Regions from separate parts of the Mus musculus genome. Here all the other regions are linked to region 2. The links are chromatin contacts, called in public Hi-C and HiChIP or PLAC-seq maps. All regions are on one chromosome and are shown on one strand. Each heading gives the region's core, a stretch centred on a gene start, on an enhancer-like site or on the middle of the called end of the contact. The rest is flanking DNA. Distances are from core to core; before and after follow the strand shown. Region 1 overlaps Ncf2 (neutrophil cytosolic factor 2). Region 2 overlaps Edem3 (ER degradation enhancer, mannosidase alpha-like 3). Region 3 overlaps Colgalt2 (collagen beta(1-O)galactosyltransferase 2).

The links. A called contact is a pair of places that touch in the nucleus more often than the background predicts. HiChIP or PLAC-seq counts read pairs in DNA pulled down with a chosen protein or histone mark.
Region 1: a contact with region 2 is called in an H3K4me3 HiChIP or PLAC-seq map of bone marrow-derived macrophages, with 6 times the contacts expected there. The contact joins two enhancer-like sites. A contact is called at or near these places in 3 of 39 promoter capture datasets (hippocampal neurons, liver and pre-B cells) and 1 of 115 datasets of contacts at active chromatin or transcription factors (bone marrow-derived macrophages).
Region 3: a Hi-C map of bone marrow-derived macrophages shows a contact between it and region 2, with 12 read pairs. The contact joins two enhancer-like sites. A contact is called at or near these places in 1 of 484 Hi-C or Micro-C datasets (bone marrow-derived macrophages), 4 of 115 datasets of contacts at active chromatin or transcription factors (bone marrow-derived macrophages, embryonic basal ganglia, embryonic stem cells and 1 more) and 1 of 9 other capture datasets (embryonic stem cells).

The regions. Positions count from the first base shown.
Region 1 is chr1:152,806,439-152,810,592 of GRCm38.p6, forward strand. It overlaps Ncf2 (neutrophil cytosolic factor 2), which reads left to right. Exons shown (of 16, transcript NM_010877.5): 2 at 819-1,767. The coding sequence starts at 1,594. Among named protein-coding and RNA genes, the nearest start is that of Ncf2, 8.4 kb to the left of the region's middle. Within about 2 kb of position 1,318, at least 127 of the 459 cell types and tissues checked have an H3K27ac peak or open chromatin away from gene starts, as enhancers often do. A contact at or near this core is called in bone marrow-derived macrophages, where this site is marked.
Region 2 is chr1:151,817,235-151,820,959 of GRCm38.p6, forward strand. It overlaps Edem3 (ER degradation enhancer, mannosidase alpha-like 3), which reads left to right. Exons shown (of 20, transcript NM_001039644.2): 20 at 1,076-3,725. The coding sequence ends at 1,479. Among named protein-coding and RNA genes, the nearest start is that of Edem3, 64 kb to the left of the region's middle. Within about 2 kb of position 2,172, at least 21 of the 459 cell types and tissues checked have an H3K27ac peak or open chromatin away from gene starts, as enhancers often do. A contact at or near this core is called in bone marrow-derived macrophages, where this site is marked.
Region 3 is chr1:152,426,695-152,430,898 of GRCm38.p6, forward strand. All of the region lies in intron 1 of Colgalt2 (collagen beta(1-O)galactosyltransferase 2), which reads left to right. Among named protein-coding and RNA genes, the nearest start is that of Colgalt2, 29 kb to the left of the region's middle. Within about 2 kb of position 1,392, at least 13 of the 459 cell types and tissues checked have an H3K27ac peak or open chromatin away from gene starts, as enhancers often do. A contact at or near this core is called in bone marrow-derived macrophages, where this site is marked.

The DNA.
Region 1 (4,154 bases), core at 68-2,567, 990 kb after region 2:
TGTGGCTATTACCTGTGGGTCATTTCTCAGCATGCATGCTGGATAAGACCTCTAGCTCTGAACTACTCAATTTTTTATATTAAGACAGAATCTTACTAGATTGCCCAAGGCAGGTCTTGAATTTGGGATCTTTTGGTCTTAGCATCTTAAAATAGCCAGGGTGGCAGGCCTCCGCCATCAGGCTAGACTCTAACTCCTTCAATCATTTCTTAAGAATCAGTGTCAAGGATCTGAGACTTAAAGACACTGTCCCAAATTTCAAGGGACCTAAGAAGTAAGCAGGTTGAGAGGAAATTCGGTCATTATTTCGGAGGAGGTGAGACAAAGGGACAATACTCTCTCCGTAATGTAGAGTGCGGAGTGGACTGTCGCACAGTAGGGACATAGGAGACTGGATGAATGAGCCTGGAAGGGTGAGGAGATTACCAGGCAAAGAAGTGAGATAGGAAGGCCTGCCAAAGTCAGGGTAGAGGCTATGCAATAGCACCTTCCTCCTCCTCCTCCTCCTCCTCTTCTTCTTCCTGCTCCTCCTCCTCTTTCTTCTTCTCAGTCCTCCTACCTTACAAACTCTGTGTTGAGTTCTTCCAGGTGCCTCAAAACCAGACATAGAAATACTCATGTATTTGGCCCTCATCAACTATATTTTGCCTACCAAGAAGTCCAGACTTCAGCAGATTTCATCATTTAGACACACAACCTTGCTTTTCCTCAGAAAAGTTTTGTTGTTGTTATTATCTGTCTGTCTGTTGTTTGTTTTTTAAATTAACTTTGACATTACCAGGGCAGTAAGTAAAGAAATCCTAAATCTGTGTTTACAGAGACTAGTGAACTCATTAGTCATCAACACGAGGAGTCATGTCTTCAGCTTCTCACAGACAGACAGAGCGATGGTAATTGCTGTCATGTCTGCCGCCCAATTTGGATATCTACAAGAAACTGGACCCTCATGAATTCCCTTGAAGTAAGCTCAGACCTGAATGGACACTGAAGATTCTCCATCCTGTCTCAGAAATATGTAGCATGCTTCCTCCCCACCCACAGATTTAAAAACAAAACAGTCAGTGTAGTGGCTGCACATCTATCACTCCAGAAATTCAAAGTCTGAGGCCGGAGTACTGGGAGTTCAGACAAGCCTGGGTTACATCCCTAGACCCAGAGCCTGAGAGGACCAGAGCTAGCAAGTCTTCCAAGGGTGAAAAAGAGTCAAGTACAGGACCAGGCCCAGACCTGCTGAGGTCCCCCTGACCTGAGGCTCCCACAGAGGGTGTGGGAAGCAGACATGTAGGAGGTGCCCAGGACATAGAAGAAGCTCTTAGAGGAACTGACCAGCCCACGGCAGGCTGCTCTGATGTACTTCCTCTTTCCCAGCCAGCCTCCTCCAGCCCTCTTCTCTCCTTCCTTTTCTCTCTCATGCTAGTTTATGCGTCAGTTCCTGAACGATGGGGAAACTTCCTGACGCTACGAAGTCGCCCAAAGGGAGGCTAGACCCCATTCTGCGCGCTAGGCTGGGACCTTGAAGCCTGGAGCGCCTACCCGGCAGCTCTGAGAGAGACACCTTGAACTACCATCCTGCCTTCTGGTAAGCACCTAACCATGTCCCTGGCTGAGGCCATCAGACTCTGGAATGAAGGGGTGCTCGCAGCCGACAAGAAGGACTGGAAGGGTGCCCTGGAGGCCTTCAGCGAGGTGCAGGACCCCCACTCGAGGATTTGCTTCAACATAGGCTGCGTGAACACTATCCTGGAAAACTTGCAGGCAGCCGAGCAGGTGAGTTGAGGGGCCCCTGTAATTATAGCCTTTCCGCCTCTGGAAACCTCATCCCCCAGAGCCGGAAAGGAACAAAAGCCTTCCAGAACAACCTCAGAGGCCCCAACTAATTGCCCCTGGCCTGGCAGGCAGTTTTAAAAGCTCCCAGGGCAGGTTTTCAGAGCCACCCATGGGTGGGGCTCTGCTCTTTATGAGATCTCCTTATTACCCAAGATCATCTTTTAACCCTTTGTGAAGACTTCTTCATTTGTGTTTTCTTTTACCTCGCCTCCTGGATAAAGTTTCTCTGCACCATAAACCCTTGTATCCAGTTGTAAAATGCCTATTATGGCTTCCAGGAACTTACGCAACATCCTATCAGTTTGGCCTGCTCAAAGAACAAGTCTGATCAACAAGGCAGGGTTCTTCTTTAAGAATTCTGAGGCTAGTTGAGGAAACTCACACTGTAATTAAGTCATGAAGTTCACCAAGGGTATGGGATAGGGCATTTCAGCATCTTTTTTTGTTTTTTGTTTTGTTTGGGACAGGGTTTCTCTGTATAGCCCTGGCTGTCCTGGAACTCACTTTGTAGACCAGGCTGGCCTCAAACTCAGAAATCCGCCTGCCTCTGCCTCCCGATCAGCATCTTTTTAAAATACTTTTTCTCTGGCCCGGAGTTGAACATGCTCGATTCTCTTTATTTTATTTTGATTTTTCTCTGTGGAGACCTGGTTATCCTAAAACACAGTCTACAGATCAGGCTGGTTTTGAACTCACAGAGATCCGCCTGCCTCTGCTTCCCAAGTGCTGGGATCAGAGGTGTTCAACATGACCAGCAGGCCTCTTGATTGCTTAGGTGTGTGTGTGTGTACATGTGCGTGTGTGATGTGGGTGGGGGTGGCTACGTATGTCATGACGCACATGTGTCAATCAAAGGACGACTCTGTGGAGTTCCCTCCTTCCATTTTGACCTGGATCCAGTGACCGACCCCAAATCTCTGAGATTGCACAGCAAGTGCCTTTGTCTGCTGAACTCGATCTCACAGCTCCGCGGGAGCTTCACCTGCTTCTTGTTGTTGTTGTTGTTTTCTAGGAAGGGTCCCTGTCTTAGTCAGGGTTTCTATTCCTGCACAAACATCATGACCAAGAAGCAAACTGGGGAGGAAAGGGTTTATTCGGCTTACACTTCCATCCTGCTGTTCATCACCAAGGAAGTCAGGACTGGACCTCAAGCAGGTCAGGAAGCAGGAGCTGATGCAGAGGCCATGGAGGGATGTTCTTTACTGGCTTGCTTCCATTGGCTTGCTCAGCCTGCTCTCTTATAGAACCAAGATTACCAGCCCAGAGATGACACCACCCACAAGGGCCTTTCCCCCTTGATCACTAACTGAGAAAATGCCTTACAGTTGGATCTCATGGAGGCATTTCCTCAACTGAAGCTCCTTTCTCTGTGATAACTCCAGCTGTGTCAAGCTGACACACAAAACCAGCCAGTACAGTCTCTTATTGGCCCAGATCTTGCACATTCGGTTCAGCTGGCTAGAAAGCCTGTCTCTGCCTCCCCAGCGCTAAGATTAGAAAGGATGTGATGTGACTCCACCCTTGTTGGTTTGTTTTGGTTTTGGTTTGTTTGTTTGTTTGTTTTTAAACTTGGACTCTGTAGGCTGTGAGGCTTGTGAGGCCAGCATTTTACCTACAGAACGTCTCCCCAGCCTCCACCACCTCCAAAGAACCAGTTCACACTGGTTCATCCTCTGACCAGCCAGTGAAAAAACACATCCACATCCTGACAGGAGGAGAGGAAGGTACTGGATAGGCTCAGACTCTTCCGGTCAGCAAGCAGATGGTGCAGAGCACGGCCCCCATCCAGCCTCCGCCTGGAGGGAGGAATGCCTCCTCCTACTTCCCTCAGGGGTGCGGCTGCATCCTCAGAGCTGAGAGCTGTGGAGACAAACGGAGGCAGCTCTCCCAGACAAGGCTCTGCCATAGGCCCTGGATGCTTATAACCTGGCCTGGACCAAAGGCCACCTCACACCTTCAGATCCCTGACTTCTACCCTTACTGGTCAAGATCTTTCTTTCCATTTTTCTGTCACCAGGCCTCTCATCTCATCTGTCATAGTCTTTCTGTTTAATCCAATATGAATAATATTATATATGTTTTCTTACTTGTTATTTAGTGATATAAATGATCACACAATAAATTTGTATCAAGAAAATGCAATATACATTCTAACTATATCACTATTATTTTATTTTTATTATTAATTTTTTTAATTAATGTGAGCGGTTATTTTGATGGCATGCTTGTTTTGACAACATGTGCGTACCTGATTCTCAAGGAGGCCAGAGAGGCCATCAGAGCCCGTAGAACTAGAATTTCAGATGGTTGGGAGCCACTATGTGGGT
Region 2 (3,725 bases), core at 922-3,421:
TCAGAAGGGGCCCTCAGATGTTATCACTGCAAGCTTTCCTTGTAGCCTGTGCCTAGCTCCCTGATTAAAAGCGGGGTATTTCTCTTATGTGCACACATAACCAGTTTTTGTGGATATTGTTTTCTCGTTGGGCTGTGAGATGCTTAAAGACAGATATAGTGTTAGTTTTCACTCCTCATTTTCTCTCCGGCACCAGGCAGCTGGCAGAGTTCTGTTGGCTGCATTGCAGAAAGAAGGCAAGTGGGATGTGGGCAGTAGGTGACAAGGCCACTAAATACTGCAGTGTAGGAACTCAGAGGACTTCCAGGGCTTCATATTTGATGTTCATTACAAAAGCTGTACCTGCTTAGGCTCCTAGTGAATTTTAGAATAACTTTAATACACAGTAATAGCTTTATTAACAATCTCAGTTTATGAAAATATTTCGATGAGTCATATTAATGCCTGTAGCCATCATGTTTTTTTGTTTGACTCTAAGTGGATCACTGAGTGGTAATTTCACTTTTCCAACAAATATGATTTCAAGTTTTAGCAATGATATATGCTATTAAAATTTATTGCATTTAGGATGTTTTTGTGTACAAGCTTTCTTGAACTTAGGTGTTAATAAATTGTATATGTATACCTGATTGTATGTGTAGGGGTGTGTGTGTGTGTGTGTGTGTGTGTGTGTGTGTGTGTGTGTGTGTGTGCTTATACAGAAACATGGAGGCCATAGGATCCTTTGGAATTGGAGTTACAGGTATCTGTGAGACACCAGCTTGTTACATGGCATTGTCCAACAAGCACTCTTAGCTACTGAGTCGTCTCTAGTCATGATGGTGAAATTTTATATGCATTTTAACATGTTTGTTTGGTGCTTTTGTTACTTATTAATCCTCATCCAAGTCAGGGCTATGCTGTTAGTTATTATTACTCCTTTCCATTGGGAGGGACACTGGTTTTCACTGCCAGCACACTCACAGCTGTCATTGATTGGCTGCTTTATTTATTTTACTGCAGAAACCAGGTGACTTTGTAAATGTGGTGCAGTTTTTAAGAGGGAGAGTGATGTGTTTGCTTCTTTCCTGTGCAGATCCCGAAATGGAAAATGAAGACCAGCCATCTTCTGAAAATGATTCTCAGAATCAGAGCGCAGAGCAGATGCTCTCGCTTTCTCAGACAGTCGACTTGGCTGATAAGGAGAGCCCTGAACACCCTGCAGATTCTCACTCAGAGGCGTCTCCATCGGACAGTGAAGAGGCTGCTGGCTTTGCCCCCTCTGAACAGATATCTGGGTCCACCGAAAACCACGAGACTACAAGCCTTGATGGTGAATGTACAGACTTAGATAACCAAGTTCAAGAACAATCAGAAACTGAGGAAGATTCCAGTCCTAATGTCAGCTGGGGTACAAAGGCCCAGCCTATAGACTCCATATTAGCAGACTGGAATGAAGACATAGAAGCATTTGAAATGATGGAGAAGGATGAACTATGACTCTCTGGAAAGACTCTGGTGGTAGATATTTAAAAGGAAGAGGTAAACTGTGGTTTGTGACACCCACCCTGTACCAAGCAGGCTCTCCTGGGAGGCTCTGAGCATTGCTCAAGCGCGTTCTGACTGGGGTAAGTAGCCACCATAGGAACCTGGAGCACGCTGTGTTAGAGCTGACCACTGAAACTGCCCCATCCAAAGTGGAGACTCACAAGCCCTCAGATGGCGGTATCCCTGGCCAGGGAAAGATGACTGCCCACTCCTGGGTAGACAAGAAGCAAATTCAGCTAATGGAACCTGGGAACAGAGTCAGTGTCGCTTTCTGATTGAAGAAAGCTTCACTGCCTTGGGCTTGGGGAAGATTTGAGCGAGTATTGTGGCATCTCGGCTTTGCTGCCTTCACAGGAACTCTCTAAGTGACCTACGGGTTCTGAAGCAGATGCATTTACGGCAATGACAGTTTCTGCGCATCGCTGTTACATGCTTCAATCAGTGACAAATGGCCAGGACGACTTGATTTCTTTTCCTCTCCCAACAATGACCTTAGCATTTAACCAAAGCTGAGCCCAGTGTACTTTTCCCATAGGTCTCCGTAAAGACCTACTACGGGGCCATGGAGAGGGTCCGGTAGATAGTGTGGAAATTTGTTGCTTACTGCTCGGGGTAAATAGAGAAGGAGAAACTGTAATGTTGCAATATCAACTTCCCGTTGGGGGAAGCTATGACTACTCTAGATGGAACTCAGCATTAGGTCCTGGTGGGGTAGATTGGAAGTCTTTTCTAGTTCATTTCTCTTAAGGTGGTTCCTCTAACCATCAGCCTTACTCCATCCATTTTAGTATGCAGTTTGAGATGGAAGGCTCGTCTCCAAGCCCTGCTCCATCTCCCTATCTTATAGAGCCATGAGAAACCATGGTAGTAGACTGTAGTCCCGGGGTGACTACTGTCTTTCTCCTTTGAAGCTGGAGTCTGTCACATTTTCTGTTAAATCATGGGTTTAGGTTTGTTTTGTTTTGTTTTAACAAATACTCCTTCCTTCTAATGTGGACTTGAAAATTAGTCTCTGGTGACCTGTGTAAAAACTATATAGCCATATAAGTAAAAGAAAAAGATTTTTTGGGGGTGTGTGTGGCAGTCTGGAGCTGGTCACATTTAATTATTTTTGGTTTTGCTTATTGATACTTCTACATTGAAATCATGGTTTTATTCATTTTATTTATTTTTGAACTTGTTTTAATTGCTTCTAAAGGAATATTTGAGGGACTTCATTCCTTTTTACCATGGCATTACACAGTAACTTTTCTCTACAACGTGGTTTTGAGGTACTGAATGACTTAGGTTATCTATGGAGCCATGAATGACAGCAGTGCTGTGCTGTAGTTGTGTAAGTTCATGTCTTAGGTCCCAGGTAAGCGTGCCCTTTTATAAGGGAATAAATACCTGTTTTCAAAAGGTCCAAATAAATGATTGGTCAGTGAGTGATGAATCTTAGAGAATTCCTTGGGGCCGGGGTAGCATGGCAAGGCCTTCATTAACTCGTAGTTAAACCTGACAGCAAACATGGGTATTTTAGTCTCTCTGCATGGGAAGTTTGGTGTGAGAAGATAGAACCGTAATACATAGAGTATACAGAAGGGGAGATGTGCTTCGTTTTATTTCATTGCAAAGCTGCCAAAATAGCTGACGCTTAATTACTTGACTTGATTTCTAGGACTGGGGCTTGGAGGAAGGGAACAGATGTTCCTTGGCGACTTTGATTACAGAAGCCTTCTATGGATTGATTTTGTATTTGTAGCTCAAAGCCATTGTTGACTAAATCAAACTCTGCTAAGTTATCAAAGCCGCATATTTTTTTCCTTTGAGAACTTAAGGGCATGAAGGGGAGCCCATGGCACATTAGGAAAAGCCAGCGACTGCCACTTACATTCCTTTGGCCACTAGGAGGAGCTGTTGCCCTTCATTAAGGCACCTATTGATTTGTTTAGGAAAACCAAATCCTTTAAAGAAATAAATTTAAGACATTTTACTTACTAACTAGAAGGAATAATACTCAGTTCCCCCTACTTAAGAAAAGAGGAATACGTTCAGCGTCAGAACACAACATTCTAACTGAGTCTCCATCCATTTTTGTATTTGACATACTGCCTGCCACAAAGTAGTCTTTTGAGTTCACTAGGAAATTCCAACAGCATAGATTTTTAAAAAATTTTTTTTTCATTGTTGTTGATGTTTGTTAAAAACCTTTCATA
Region 3 (4,204 bases), core at 142-2,641, 610 kb after region 2:
TAAGAAGAGGACAGGGAGGCTAATAGGAGAGATGGGAAGCATCGAGCCCCTGTTTCTGGAGACACCCCTTTGCCTGTAGGTCATCGTATCTCTAGAGTTTGGTTGCTCTAGAGATACCATAGGGTTTTTTTTTAGGTCTTAGAGTGGTTTGGAACATCCAATGCTCACACGACAGAACTGTCCATGGCTGTCGATCTCAGTGAGGAGAGTCAGAGGGCTGAGCACTCTTAGGGAGATCCTAAACATGGGACCTATGGTGACAACCTGCTGAAGAAGCTAGAGGAGCACTGTTTTGGTCCAGGTTCTATTGCTGTGAAGAGACACCATGACCAAAGCAACTCATAAAAGAAAATATTTAATTAGAGGCTTGCTTATAATGTCAGAGGGTTAGTCTGTGGTCAGCACGGCAGCAGACAGGCAGCCATGGCACCGGAACAGCAGCTGAGAGCTCACATCTTATCTACAAGATGGAGGTGAAGAGAGAGACTGAGTCTGGAGTAGGATTTTGAAACTCCAAAATTCACCCTGTAAAAGAAACACTTCCTCCAACAAGTCTACACGTCCCAATCCTTCCTAAACAGTTCACCAACTATGACCAGACATTCAATATATGAGCTGGGGCGGGGATTCTCATTCAAAGCACCACAGAATATCAAAGGCTATTTTTTCTACAAACAAACAGAAAGAAACTAGACTTTTGTGTTCTCTTTATGAATTTGAAGTGTTGACATCACTAAGCTTAAGGTTCTACTTGTCAGAGTAGTGACCCTGCTTTCAGTTAGAGAATGCGGTCTCTCACGAGTGCCACCAATCTGAGTCACTGGCTGGTGACTGTAGATGCTTAGGGACAAAATCTGGATCCTGGAGCCAGGGTTTTTTGGAGCTCTCTCTGTATTCAGTGCTTGCCCATTGGTGTGACGGCATCTGGCAGTGCTATGGTACCTACAGGACCATGGGTTATATGTGTGAGAACTGTATCCACTCTCCAGTGTCAGCATGTCAGGGTTGTTCAACTTGCTCTCTGGGCAAACCTTCAGCTCCATGTTGCTCATAGAACACAAACAAGAGGAGAATAAATACAACTATGCCTAATAAGTCACATTTTAAAATACCATAATCAGCACAGATACCACTGCAGCATACTCTGTCAGTATCTATTAGTTTCTTTCCTTATCACTAGTGTTCTGGGTTTTGAGTAATTTGAATATTGGGGGATGGGGGATGGGGACGGGGGAGTGGTATTGTCTAATGTAGCTAATCCTGAAATTAATCTTCAAGATTACCGGCTTATAACCGATAAATAAATCCATATATTCTCAGACAATTAAAAGCAGAAGGAAAACTGTCTAGAGGAACAAAGGGACCAATGGGAAGGAGGAGGGGAAGGAAAGGGGAGGGCATTAGGGGGATGGGAGTGGCCATGCTCAAGGCGCATTATGTACTTGCATGAAAATGGCCTTATGTAGCCAAATGTAATTTATAGTTTATATCTGAAAAAGGCTATTACTGTCTGGAGGGAGGGAGGGGTATTTACAAAGAGGGCGGAGTGAGAAACGGAAATAATTGGAAGAGTTGCCATTAGCAAGCCAGGTTATAAGACTCAGACATCTGTCCGTTTATTTACACCTTTTCTGTCTTAAAGGGGATTAGAGGGAATTAGGTTGATTATAAGAATGTCAATCACTCATTAAAACGCTGCTCAGGAATGCTGAAACAAGGAACCTTGGTTCCTCTTAGTTCCTCATTTGACAATCACGCTTCCTGCTGACAGCCGGCTCTGATCTCCATTGGGCTCACTTCTGAAGATTTAGCGATTCATGTGTCATGATTCCTAACCCTGAGGTTGGCAGGTCCACAGAGCTGTCCGTCTCACCTACTAGATTTAACTTCACAGCTTACACATGGCGTTCCCTTTGACTTTAATCTTATAAATACAACAAAAGGCGGCTCTGCAGTTGGGAGCGTTTGTTCTTGCACGGGACCCAGGTTTGCTTTCCTACATTGTGGTTTGCAGCTGTCCACATCCCCAGTTTCAGGAGATCTGATGCCTTCTTCTGTCCTGCATGGACACCAGAAGTGCATGTGCTGTGTGTATATGTATATGCAGATAACACACACACACACATACACACACACATACACCACAAATAAAATTTTAAAAAAAGGATTTTCCGAGCATTATAATAAGTTCACAAAGATAAAACACTTTTCATTTTGAAATAATTCAAGCATTACAAAATACTGCAAGAGAAATACAAAAAACTCACATAGAGCACAATAGACCATACCAGTGTTCTATTCCAAGGCGTCGCTATTCTGTGCACATTCATATGAATTCTTTTTAACGACTTGATGTGTTCCTCATGCCTCACACTCCTTCATCTCAACGTGCTTTTGTGTGTTTTCTCCTGGAAACAAGAATATTGTCTCACCTATCTTCAGTTTAATTCTATCAGGAAGTTTAGAATACTTTGATCCACTATCTACATTTTAATTTTATGAAATTTTGTCTTGTTTTTCTTTCAGTGGTATATATTAACCACACACAGTATTAAGGTTGGAGGGCAACCTCGGTTGTCAGTTCTCGTCTTCCACCACATCTGAGACAGGGTCTCTTGTTTGCCTCTTCGTACACTGTGCTAGCTGGCCCACGACCTTCTGAGGACACAATCCTCCCTCTTACCTTAGGAGCACTGGGGTTACAGCTGCCTGTCTGGAAGAAGTGAGGGGGATTTTTAAAGAGGGCAGAGTGTGAAGCAGAAGCAATGTGAAGAGTTGCCATCAACAAACCCAGCTTCCCATAGGCTCTGGGTTTCTGACTTCATGACATCAACAACAAGCCCATCTTCCCATAGGCTCTGGGCTTCTGACTTCATGACATCAACAACAAGCCCATCTTCCCATAGGCTCTGGGCTTCTGACTTCATGACATCAACAACAAGCCCATCTTCCCATAGGCTCTGGGCTTCTGACTTCATGACATCACACTCGCACAGAAATCGCTTTGCTCATGGAGTCCCAGCTGTTAGTTCTCAGAGAATTTGCCTGGGCCTCTATCTTAGAGAGATAAAACTGACAAGTTTCATCAAAGCATGGGAATTCAAACTCAAGGCGCACAAATCAGTTGCTCTTCTACACAGCAATACTGGACGTGGTGAGAATGAGATCAGAAAAAAAATCATGTATAATAAGTTCACGAAGATAAAATACCCAGGAATAAACATCAAGAAGGGAGTAAAAATTTAAGACACTGAAGAGTGAAGTCAAGAAGCCATGAGAAGATGAAAAGACGTCCCATGATCATGAGTTGGCAGAATTAATGTTTAAAAGAGGAAGCGGGAGAAAGAGAAAAGGGCTATACGTCACCAAAGTGATCTACAGATTCAGCACAATTCCCACCAAACCTTCAAAGGTGTTCTTCCCAGAAATTGAGAGGATTCATTTCGAACCACAAAAGCCCCTGGATAGCCAGAGCAATCCTGAGAAAGGAACAATAATGGAGACCCCATAATTGCTGATCTCAGCTCTACTACAGAGCTACAGTTAAATAGAGATCAACGTGTATGATAATTGCACAAAATCAGATATTTAGGTCAACAAAATAGAACATTACCCAGAATGAAACCCACACATATTCAGTCATATTTAGCACTTTTTTCTTGAGATTATAATCACATCATCTCTCCTCTTTTTTCTCCCTCCAAAGCTTCCCACAGACCCCCTCCTTGCTCTCTTTTATTAATCTTTTCACATAGATATAGGAGCATGTGTGCGTGTGTGTATGTGGTGTGTGTGTATGTGTGTATTCCTAAATACATAAATACAACCTACTCAGTCTATGTAATGCTATTTGTATGTAAGTTTTCAGGGCTATTTGTTATCGAGTAGCCAATTGGTGTGCTCTTCCCTGGGGAAAGCTATCTCTCCAAACTCTTGGTATTTCTCACTTGCCTGTAGTTTTTTGTCTAGGGCTGAGGCCTCATGAGATTTCCTCCTTCCATGGTAGCCTATTTATTGGTGTCATTCTTGCTCAGCTCATGTTAAGACAGCCATGCTGGTGAGACTTCATGGGTGTAGCTTCTGACAACTCAAGGAGACACAATCTCTCAGCAAACTCCCTGCTCTTCCAGTTTCACCCGCCCCCTCCTCTGCCACGATCCTTGAGCCTTAGGTGCGGCAACTCTATCAATTATATTGTCAATTC